Regions from separate parts of the Rattus norvegicus genome. Here region 2 is linked to region 1. A link is a contact called in public Hi-C data. All regions are on one chromosome and are shown on one strand. Each heading gives the region's core, a stretch centred on a gene start, on an enhancer-like site or on the middle of the called end of the contact. The rest is flanking DNA. Distances are from core to core; before and after follow the strand shown. Region 1 holds the start of Ptgr3 (prostaglandin reductase 3). Region 2 overlaps Zfp407 (zinc finger protein 407).

What was found. A called contact is a pair of places that touch in the nucleus more often than the background predicts.
Region 2: a contact with region 1 is called in a Hi-C map of Schwann cells, with 4 times the contacts expected there. The contact joins the enhancer-like site here to the promoter of Ptgr3 in region 1. A contact is called at or near these places in 1 of 12 Hi-C or Micro-C datasets (Schwann cells) and 1 of 1 datasets of contacts at active chromatin or transcription factors (oligodendrocytes).

Annotation. Positions count from the first base shown.
Region 1 is chr18:79,727,630-79,733,482 of GRCr8, forward strand. Ptgr3 (prostaglandin reductase 3) reads left to right here and starts at 1,653. Exons shown (of 2, transcript NM_001106129.1): 1 at 1,653-1,928. The coding sequence starts at 1,720. It overlaps Tshz1 (teashirt zinc finger homeobox 1), which reads right to left and starts at 33. Exons shown (of 2, transcript NM_001400632.1): 1 at 1-33.
Region 2 is chr18:80,055,510-80,061,362 of GRCr8, forward strand. The region is part of intron 4 of Zfp407 (zinc finger protein 407); the gene reads right to left. Among named protein-coding and RNA genes, the nearest start is that of Zfp407, 190 kb to the right of the region's middle. Within about 2 kb of position 3,357, at least 4 of the 93 cell types and tissues checked have an H3K27ac peak or open chromatin away from gene starts, as enhancers often do. A contact at or near this core is called in Schwann cells, where this site is marked.

The DNA.
Region 1 (5,853 bases), core at 403-2,902:
TTCGGATCGCAGAGCTTTCAGACAGTCTCAACTGATAGACAGACACATCGAGCTGCTTTCCTGCCTCACTTTTTACTCCTCCTCCTCTCGCCAACGTCACCCTGACAATTACAAATAGGTCTCACACAAGCCATACCTGTCAATCTTTTTAATTGCTTTGTTTTCTTTTATTTTTTTCGGAGCTAAACAATATGACACAGAAAAGAAATCTTAATACAGCATAACATAAAAGATTGCACGTTGCAGGAAGACATTCAGGGGGCTGTGTTGTAATGCACTGGCTGATCTCGGGCGGAACCCATGAGTCCTAAGTCTAGTCAGGCAGACATCAGTTCCTGCAGATTCTTAAACCTGTTAGCTCCCCTCCCCCGCGTGTACATGCATACACACGCGCCCACGTGGATCTGAAACACTCTTGGGTGAAACACGTCCTACATTTGAGGGAAAAAAATACCTGTTTCACTTATGCACCCTTAGTCTGGGGGGGGGTAGACTTGATTGGTGAGGGACGGTGTGGCTTTTGTATTTCTGCAACTCAGAGGTTAAGTGGAAAATGGAAGATATTTTTAAATTAAAATGAACATCTAAAATATAAAGATGGACTTAGCTCATCACAAAAATGTCCGGAAATATTTAATGTTGACCTTATTTAAAAGGGTGAATAATCTGGTCAGTGGGCACAATTAGCTAAAAAATGGCACGATAGAAAGATCTTTCTAGATGCGTGAGAAAACGAAGTCTTCAAAGATCATCACAAAGTCTCCAATTCCGCTGAGCCCCTCAGCGGGCCCCACCTAGAACTTTAAAATGCTTCTACGCTCTGGGAATTCGGCCATCTAGCTCTGTATGTGTGTTCTCTCCCAATGGGAAAGCTGTAACAGTCTTGTGGAGCTACTTAAAACATCCATGGAAAAACACGAAATCTAGGCCAAGATAAATAAAATGGCTTAGTTCGTGCAACTTGCACGGGACAGACCGAGAGCACAGCGAGCGGCGCGCTCGGAGCACGGGAGGCCTAGGCCCAGGGTGCACCGTGCACTGAGCGCCCTCGGCCCGCAGGAAGGCGCTCGTGCGCGTGCACCAGCGCCCCGGCTCCCCGCCCGGCCCAGGCCCGGGCCCCGGCCGTGCCCCGCCGCCCCGGCCGCGCTCGGGGTTGATTCGTACCACCTTGCAAGGAAGTGAATGCTTCGCACGGGAAGGGGAGGCGCCTGCGCCGGCCGCCGGCCGCCTTGTCGCTCAGGGACGCTTGGGCTACGGCGGCGGCGATCGCCAGGGCGCTGGCCCTTTAGCTTGGCGCCCCCCGCCCCCGGTGGAGGAATCAAATCCCATCGCAGAGCGTGCGGAGGGTGGGGGATATCCGGGGCCTCTCCCGCGCCCGGAGGAAAGGGGAGGGCGGAGGAGATCCTAGGCCAGTGTGAGCCGAGCGGATTCAAACCAAAACAAAAAGATTAAAGGAGCAGCGGCTGCGGCTGCGGCGGCCGCGGGGCCGGGCAGGGATCCTAGGGTGGCGCCCGGGTTCCGCGGGGGCTGCGGCGCACGGCCGGGCCGGAGGGCGGGGGCGGGAGCCAGGAGGCGAGGGGAGGGCGGGAGCCTAGGGGAGGGCGCGGGCCGGAGGAGGGGCGGGCCCGCCCGCGCGGAGCCGAGCGGAGCCAAGCGGCCGGGACTGGGCGCGACCCGGCCCAGCGTAGGCGCAGGAGCGGGCGGAGCCGATCGTGGGCAATGCTGAGGCTGGCGACCGCCGGGGCCCGAGCCATCGTGGACATGTCGTACGCCCGTCACTTCCTGGACTTCCAGGGCTCCGCCATCCCCCGAACTATGCAGAAGCTGGTGGTAACCCGGCTGAGCCCTAACTTCCACGAGGCCGTCACCCTGCGCCGGGACTGCCCAGTGCCGCTCCCCGGGGACGGAGACCTCCTCGTCCGGAACCGGTGAGCCCGGCGCGCGACCCCGTCCCGGTCCCCGGCCCGCGCAGCTGGGCTCCCGGCTGTCCCGGGTCGCCTGCCTGCCCACACTGCGGCGCGCGCTCGGGCGCACAGCCTGACTTTGCGAGATCCCAGGAAATTGAACCCGCCGCCATCTGGCGAAGGCGAATGTAATGTGACTTGCTGGTGTGAATACCCGATGCCACCAAACGTCCTCTTATCTGGGGGTTATTTTAATTTGGGATTCTCCCCTCCCCCAGCCGTTCCTCCTCCCCCTCCCGCTCCCTAAATAAAAACGACGGGACCCAGAAAGGGAGGCTCCCCACCCGGCCCACCCGCGCGCACCCACGGTTCCTGCGTTGCCATAATTTTTAGTGGAACAGCAACAGCCTGGACACACATTGCGACGTTTAGGTAAACGTGCTTTGGAGGAAGGGGGCCCATGTTTGGTTTGCTTTTTCCTGTCCCCTCCTCGTATTGGTGGAGCTTGTCCTTGGGTGTGTTGGTGTGCACCTAGTCTGCGTGTTGTCAGTGCCATCTGACTGTGCTCTGTCCCCTGAGTGCAAAGCGGGGGCGTGCACCCGGCAATTGAGCCAAGGTTGGGCGGGGGCATGGCTGCATTTGCCTGAATGCGTTGCAGACACTCGGATGGCACACTGGTTGTTGCCAGACTGACTGTTTAACCCAGGCTATCCACCTTAATGGTTTTCCACATCGCTAATCTTTATTAAGGGGTGAAGCGGAGGAAGTGTGGGGCTTCGCTGTGCTCGGTCCAGGCCATACCACACTGAGGTCTGCTCGGAGCGTCCTCTCAATGCTGGACTGTCAGGGTCTTCTCCTCTGTGCCATTTCACTTTCTGGGTTCCATTCGAAGGTCCCAGCATGGCGCATTGGAAGTTGGATGAAATTACGGAAGAGGAGAGTTAGTTCTGGTTGTATCCAAGCGGTAAACTCTGTACCAGAAAGTATCCTAGGTCCCCTGGAAGGGCTAAATGAGGAAACTTTTCTACTCAAGTAGCTGGGTGCGAAGATTGGTCCAGACAGTCCAGTTTAAAGATTCCTACCATCCTTCCTAACAAGACTATAGGAATGAAGAATCCTGATTGTGAAACTTTTGGGAACCTGTTGGAACCTTAGCGTTTGAGTGAGCAGTGGGTGGGATTGAGTGGAGTGCGTGGGTGGAGACTTTCTTAAAGGGTGGCGCGTGTGTGTCCTTAACACGCTTTGGCCGGCCGCGCATGGAGCAGAGGATTGCTTCATTGTGTGACGAAATGCTGAGGCTGTGGAGAATAAAAATTTGAACCCTGCCGACCTAAAAAGGGCTTGGACTGTGCTCACATAGAACATCCAGAACACACTAGTGGTTTGTGAGAAGTGGAGGTGAGAATAGACTGAAAAGCTTTCTGAGCAAACTTCATCGGAGATTTTGTTTTTTAAAGCTCCATGCCCGGCTTTCGCTTTCTTTTATTGTTGTGATTTATATAGTGTTGACTGTAAACACTAATAAACGCACACAAACTGCTTACATAAAATCCCTTGTTGAAACAGGTGTGAAATGTGGAAGGGGGTGCCACCAGGGGACAGGCTGAGAGAAGGTGTGAAGTGGGAGAAGAGTGCTAGTAACATGGAGGTGGGACTCCCGCCGCCCGACCGCCTGCCTGCCAAGGCTGCTCGCTTTGCTGGTCTGGGGGCCTCTCACCCTTGAGTTTATTTAACTCTTGGAGATCCCCCCCCCCCAAAGCTTCTTGGGTTTAGCAAGCTCCCTTTCCCCTTCTCCAAAAGTCTCACAGCAGCACCCTTGGATCCCCCAGGTCATCGAGGTTGTTCTGGAATTGAATGTTTCTTGGATCCCTGAAATCAGATTGTCGGAGAGTAGACCTGCCATTTTGGAGGAAATAGCTGTTCAGACTGTTTTAAAAATACACGTCTCTATTTTGCTTCCATGTCTGTCTGGAGCCCCTTTGGCCCAAGTGCTTTATATGAACAACTTGACCTCCAACTTCTACCTTGAATCCACAGCAGGGGAAAATGCAGGCAGAATCTTTGCCCCTCCCGTTACTGTTCAGTTATGGAGTCATTCAGCTGTAGGCAGATCCTTTTTTCTTATGAGCACTGTCAGTGTCCTTCCCTGTTTTGTTTTGGTTTTTTATTTTAAGGAGCAGGGTTTAATAATTAACCCGCAAGTTAGTTCATTTGAATACAGGGCCCACATCCTCCTAAGTAGTGCTAATTGCATTAAAATTTTATTCAGAGGTTCCCCGTTTTTAGCATAACAAAATCTTCCCTAGAATTAGCGAGTGAGCCCAAATGAATTTGTTTTGAAGGATGTTTGGAGCTTTTGTGCCCAGTGCTCTGACTTTCTTTCAGTGAACTATATCCACACCTCGTTCCTGTTAGCAAAATACATTCCTTCATTCACAAGAAGGGCAGCGCATGCAAGCTAGACATGGATTCGGGGCAGTAAAGTTTACAATGGAGGGGGAAACGTGTGGAGGTTGCACAGAACTCCTCTTGAATCAGTAATTGATGTTCCTTTATCAGTCACTACCTTACTGTCCCATGCCCCCACCCCACGCCACCCCCACCTCCACCCAGCCCTCGGAAGAGGAGACAGACTCCGATGGTCAAGTCTGCTTGGTGTGCTATTTTTGGCTTTTTCGTGAGAGTGACAGATTATTTTTCGTTTCCAAATATTCCTAACGATTTTCTGTTCAAGTGTAAGATAATGCAAAGAGTTTGTAGAAATGGCGGGGGGGGGCGTTGTGATAAACGGTTTGGTGCTCACGGGAGGGTAAAATATTTCTGCTCACTCTCCAAGCCGAGATATTCCCCCCACACACCCCAACTACTACAACTTCTTCTTCTTCTTCTTCTTCTTCTTCTTTCTTCTTTCTTCTTTCTTCTTTCTTCTTCTTTCTTTCTTCTTCCTCCCCCTCCTTCTTGTCTTCTGTCTTCTATATTTTTCTTTTGTTTTTTTTTTTTTCAAGGAAAGTGCAGCTTAGATGACTTTGTTTTGTCTCCCAGTTTTCAAGGCTCTTCTATAGTCTAAGTTTTCTGTTTGGTGTTTGTTCAAATGAAAACTTCACCCTGTCACCCTGTTCTACAATAAATGAAGCTCACCTCTTTCTGGTATGAATAACCAAGCAGCTTTAGAAGGGCACATATTTGGGAAATGCCTGCTGTGGTCCCACTTGTTTTTCGTGGAGTGCCCTGACTTTAGTTTTCACAGTGCATACTTCTCTCGACTTGCCGGGGTCCTGTGGTCATTGCTGGCACACATTTTCATGTATGGAGGAAGTGGGTACAGGCAGGGTCTCCAAGTGCATCAGCATATTTCCTGTTTTGTTTTGTTTTCTTTTCTGTGGCTCGCCTTTCTTCCCTCTTCTTCCCCTTTGAGCCCGCTGCCCTTGAACTTGGTTCTTGAGGAGCGAAATGCTTGCATTGCTTATAGTTTAAAGCTCAGGTAAGGACCAAGGTGCCAAGGTGCGTCCCAGGCGGTGGCGGGTCTCCAGCACCACGCGACAGGGATGCAGTGTCAGGAGGAGGTACCAGGTAGAGAGAGGGCTCCTAGCCCTATGGACCAAAAGACTCTAGAGAGAACACGGGACCAAAAGACAGCCGATATAGGCAATAGTTGGAACCGCTCCCCGACGACAAGTATAGGTTAGAAGAGGGTGGTAATAATAAATAAACGTGCATAAGGGTCAAGGTCATGATTTGGAAGGTTTCACTCTGCATGGCTTTTCTGGGACTTTTCCTGGGAAAAGCATGTCCGTGGGGACCGGAAGCCCAGCAACCTCGTCTCGCTCCGGATCGTGGTCATTGGTGTCTCTCCCGATGGTGGCAATGGAAAGGCCCCGTTTCCTGCACAGACCCAACCCAAAGCACCCCAATGTGGTGCGCGGCTTTCTGACCAGGGCGCTGCAGGGCC
Region 2 (5,853 bases), core at 2,107-4,606, 330 kb after region 1:
GAATAGCAGGCATACAATCAGCAAATTATTCATATTTTAACGGATATTTAGTGGGGTGATAATTACTTCAATGTCAACTTTTATACTGTTATATAACTTATATCCTGCCCCTACACGTATGTATTTACAACCTGCATGCTATGTGTTAGCCTTTGTGTGTACTCACTATAGAAGGTTACCACGTACAGAACACTCTCCTGTAACTAGTGTGCTGTTTGAGCCCCACTGGCCCTATCACATACAAACACCTCACCACCCTCTAAGAACTCTGTGATCCAAGGGCTGCTTGTGTTTGTTTAAGACCCTCAGCTCTGCTGATGTGTGCTGAGCTGAGGGACTCCACCAAATCCAGCTACCACCTTTGGATCTGATTTCACAACTTCTGCAGTGTTCCCTCTGCCTAGAATACAATCTGATACACTCCTTCTCATCACTCAAGTTTTTACCAAGAGCGCCTCAGGACACATGGGCTCTCTAGACTATGTCTTATAATAACATGCCAATGAAATTATTTCAAATACAGTTTTTGACAAAGCTGCCTCATAATCGTCTGTATAAAAATCACCACCCCTTTGCCCATAAGTCACTTCCTGCCCGAGTGCAGTATCTGTGTCCCGATGGAGGCCTCTGCTTTAGAAATGTGTGCCCACTTACTAGTTTTTAACTCCTGTGACAGTACGGAAGCCACAGAAAACTGATTACTGTACTCCCTACTAGAATTCAGATGTGTTGCCGAAGGTTTGCTTTCAAAGTTTCATTCCCAGAATAGCAAGCACTGTTGGGGTGCGGGGGGGTGGGATACGCTTCAAAAGCCAGGCCTAATGGGAGCACCCCAGGCCACGGGAGGAGGGAAAGTGGAACTCTGCCTGAGTCTTCCTTTCCTAGGTGCTCCCTAGATAACTGGGTGAGCTGGTCACTTGGCTTTCCACATTGTCCAAAGCAAAGGATCCATTCATTTGATCTTAGACTGGAATTTCCTTACTTATATGTCAAAATAAACATTTTCCTTCTTACAAGTAACTCTTCGTGGGTATTTTCTGTAGTGACCGAAAGCTAACACGCTTAGCATTCCACTCCTAAGACTTGAAAGCATCTGAGCCTGTGACACTGCATTACCACTGCACTTGAAGCTCGGGTGACGTAGTACAGAACATGCTGTGGGTATGCGGTCCTCATGCATGCCTGGCATACATTTAATTACTCCTTATGGGTAATTTCTAAGGACATGTGACTCCTGTGCACTGACTGGTAACTGCATTGGTGAGTATGTCATTTAGCAGGTATATAGAGGACTAAAGTGGCACTGTCAAGGTTTAAGCCCAGGCACACATCTTAACAACCCCTGAGGATACGTTATTTCCTATCATTTATTGTTTATCTGAAGGCCCAGCAGCCTACATTTACAGTCGTGGCTTTAACAGAAGACTGCACAGGGGCAGCTGGAACACAGACATACTTGAGCCTAAAACAGTGGCAGTGTGACTGCACAATCACACAGTTAGAGGGACATGGGTCATGTCTCAGGGAGGGGACAGAAATCCTAAGCATATCCAGGAACTGAGAGCTCAGCCAGCATATTTAAAACTATGTCCACATAGTTTTCTTCATAGACAAAAACATCTTAAAGTTCAGGATCAAAATTTTAAATGATTAAAAAGATTTACCTCAATGGAAGATGGGAAAAATTGTTAGAAGCAGGAAAGTCTTCGTGATGTGAACAATGATCAGTCTTCCAGCAAACAAGAAAGCATGGGAGAGAGAAAGGCTGAGGACAATTACAGTCACCAGAGGAAATCCCAGCAGATGGAACAGAAACAAAGTCACCTCCACCCCATCCATACCAGCAAGAACCCCTACTTGAACGTAAGAAGTCGGATCCAAAATATTTTAATTAAGATGAGACAAATGCTACAAGCAAACTGGTGTGCTCGACTGTCCAGGAACAGACATCCAAGCAACACACAAAAACAAGAGGAGACATATCTATATTCCAAAAATTCCACAATTAAAGAATAGTCTTAAATGTCCCCTCCCTTGCTTATGAAAATCAGCGGCTGGAGAGAAAGCAGAATAAACTGTGGCCATCAGGAAGGTAACAGAGCTAGACTGAAAAGGACACTCTGTTGTCACTAGTAACTGTTTGTATGGAAACTTTAGAAAGGAGGTTTTTATCACTTCACTGTACAGAGAGGAGTATAAATCAACCAGTGTGACAGATCAAACAAGAAACTTAGGAGCAGAAAAATTTTCAGAAATACACAAAGTTTTAAATTATTTATTTAGGTTTAAATCTGGTAAAATGTAATCAAAGATTTTTAAATGACACAAGAAGATGAAAGAAAGATTATTTTCATTTCAGTAATTCTGATGTAAAGCTTAAGTTAAAAGAAGAAAAGGACCACCTTCATCATGATGGGTGACTGTGTTCCAGAAAGGTCTTTCATCATACGAAATGCACTTCCTATAACATAACAGAACCTAACATCAGGAGAAAGAGGTCATTTTTAAAAGTAAACTGTTGTTGTAAGGTAACTTTTAATTTGTGCACATAATGTAAATTGCAGCGGTGGATGAATGCCGGGTCACCGAGACAACGGTAGCAGAATTCAGATGTGACCCGGCAGCCCAGGTGTTCAGGAAAAGTGCTGTTAACAGTGAGGATTGATGATCTAATCAAACTGTCACAGCCAGATCCTCGGCAGGGTGGGTGGAGGGAGGTGGAGGAGGATAATATTCAGAAGGCAAGCACATGCTTAGTGTTACTTTCAATTGATGCTGACATTTTCAATTGTGAAAAGAAATTTTTTCCTAAGTAATATAGGAAACAACCCAGCTAACCTTCCGGAGGGCATCGGATAATCATGGTTGGTCGGTGTGCAAATGCTAACTTCTCAGAAATGTGAGCACATTTGAAACACAAATAATAGGACATTTCCGAGATTTACTGCAGTAATCAACATTTTAATTACTTTCTGTTTTCTTAGATGTACAGTACAATGCCATGAATATTCTCCCTATGTACAAGCCAAGCCATATTTTTACCCTGGTATTTGCATCTGGTATAGAAAAATTCCCTTAAGAATACAAATAAACAAGAGTCACATGCTGATTAATCTAGAACTTCTAAAGTCACATGTTAATTAGGGTAATTAATATGCTCTTCCACAGCGACGCTATACATTTGTCATACAGCATGCCCACAGAAACTGTGACTGGACAGTCAGCTCTAAAGCACAGTGGCCAACTCTGAAATAGCGAGAGCGGCTTTTGTTTGTTTTAGTGCAGGTTTGTTCCTTTGCACACTGGGGGCTGCATTCAGGAATCATATACGCTCTGCACTCTGAGCCCTACACTTGTTCTTTGTTGTTCCTTGGGTTTCTCCATCCCTCATTGGATGTCTCTGTCTACTCAGAACACTGCTAGACTGGCATGCAAATGTGTGACCCACAAAGAATTCAGGGAGGCAAAGAAACATTCTCCGTCCTACAGACTTTTTTCTTTTGGATAGTAAAATATGTTCAATACGAAGTGAAATGATTTCTGGACCTCATCTCATTACAGTGACTGCAGTGACTAAAAGTACTCGGCCTGTGGACTGTGAGGTAGCACATGTGACCCTTACTCTGTTTTCTTGGCATCTTCCTGAGCTTTTGATATGCACCCTTTCTTTTTCCCTCTGCAGCCAAAGACAATCAAGCTTGCTGAACTGTTTTTCCAGGCACATGATAAAGCATTCTCAGGAAAACTTCTCTCTCCATTATTCCTGACCTTTGTGAAACTGTGCCCAGTAAGAATTAACATTGATAAAAACCGTATGATCCCTGTCATTCATGGCAGACACACGAATCCAAGACAACACAACACAGCTTCCCTAATTGTTAAGACATATAAAAGTAAAAAACAATAGTAAGAATACAGAACATTCTTTTTCAAGTCAAATTAGACCTTCATACAGTCCCTGTAAAACTGAACCACTCTTTCAAGCATGCTTTTAAAATTGTTCTAATAAAATCTCATGAGCTAACAAAACAAAGTAAAACACAGAAAGCAATTCAGAATATCAGCTTCAGTAATGCTAATTTTTACAAGAAAAGAAAATCGTGCATTTTTGTTTGTTTGATTTTCTGAGACAGCTTCACTCTGTGAGCCAAGGCCTAAGAACCTCTGTGGAGGGCGGCCAGTATTACAGAGGTTCACTACCATGCCCGGACATGTTGCATCTTTAACACAAACTTGAGTTAAGCCTTGCAGTTCTTTTATTGCATAGAACTCCCATGGGAGCTGAAGGTGTCCAGGGTTTCAGTACCAGCCTGACAGAGGCAGATCCAGGAGCAGAGGGTAACACTCTAGGACACTCTTGCAGCCATTGTAACCCTAGGATCAGCAGACACTGGTTGTCATTAACTCCACAGGGGAGGGGATCCCCAAGGGCTCATCATAACTCTGTGATAACCTGAAAAGCACATAGGAAGCATTCCCACAAATGCCTGTCCTGGAGCCTGCATTTGACTCTGACAGGAGACACAGGGCAAAGACTCACACAACACAAATGGGGGAAGATAGGCCTATCCCTCACTAACAATCAACCATGAAGCATCAAAACAGCCTCATGTTAATTTTTAAAAGAAGGCTGGTATTATTCTAACAGTTCCAAATATATACTTTTTAAATTCTGTAAGGCCTCAGATACTTTATAATTCTGACACCATGGGAAAGTTAAAAACATTTAGAAAAAAGAAAAAGACTTTTAACCTTTTCTTCCCACTGAGTGACTGGTGGCCAGCTTGGTGACAGAGCACAGCTGTCACAGTTGTTGCTTCTTTGTACTTCATGACTTATCACAAACTTAAAGTACTCAGCTTTGCCTGGCATACCCAGAGCTCAATAAAGTATGTGGAGAAATTATATCAGTAAACATAAAGACATACAGTATGAAGTAAAGTTTATCTTTCTACTGTACAGACATAGAACACATGGTAAAAATGCTCATTAAAGTCCTGCTTTAGAGGATGGGGGATTCATATGAACTCACCTGAAGCAGAAACAATTAAAGATGCTTTTGAAGTTCAGTGTTTTCACACTCTACCACATACATACACATTTATTTTAATGCCACCTCTCTCCATTACACACAAAAAAAGACTGTCCAGCACTGCCAGTGAAATGTGACACCACACACAAGCCCGAAACAGAGTAGCCTTTGGTGCCAGCTGTGTCAAGGACACTAGGGAAATAACTTAGAAAAGATGAATGCATGGCACTGTTTACTTAGCAAGAACTTACAAACAGTGTCAATGTTCACAAAACAGCAAATCATGGCAGCACAATACAGTACACAATAGACTGGGCCATCCAGTTAACCAAAAATCTGTATTTATGAACTGGTGGACAATAGGCACAAGAATTAGGCAAAGTAAGCTACAAAATGGTACAAACACATGTTGCAGCATGTACAAACACATGTGTGCAGCATGCATGCATGCTATTCACCTAGAAGACCTGAGCAGCGTCCTGCTGAAGGCATTGCACTAAGGTAGAAATGTCTTCCCCTGAGGGATGAGAATTACTGCTCCACTTACTTTTGTCTTTATCCTAACACATAATGATTGCATTTTTAATAAGCAAATATGTTTTATCTTAGCAATTCTGACAGTAAATGAGAGGACTAGGAAAGAGTTAGATATTACCGTGGCCTTGGGATCGTAGCCACTGTGAAGGAGCTGTGCGGTGTGAGGACTGCGGGAATGTTTACTGTCCACACGGAGTGAGTAGCTGGCTCCCTCATCGTGCCCACAGTGAGTAGAGGGACTGAGGAGAGAGGAGGTCACAGAGCAGTGTGCAGCTCTGCTGCAG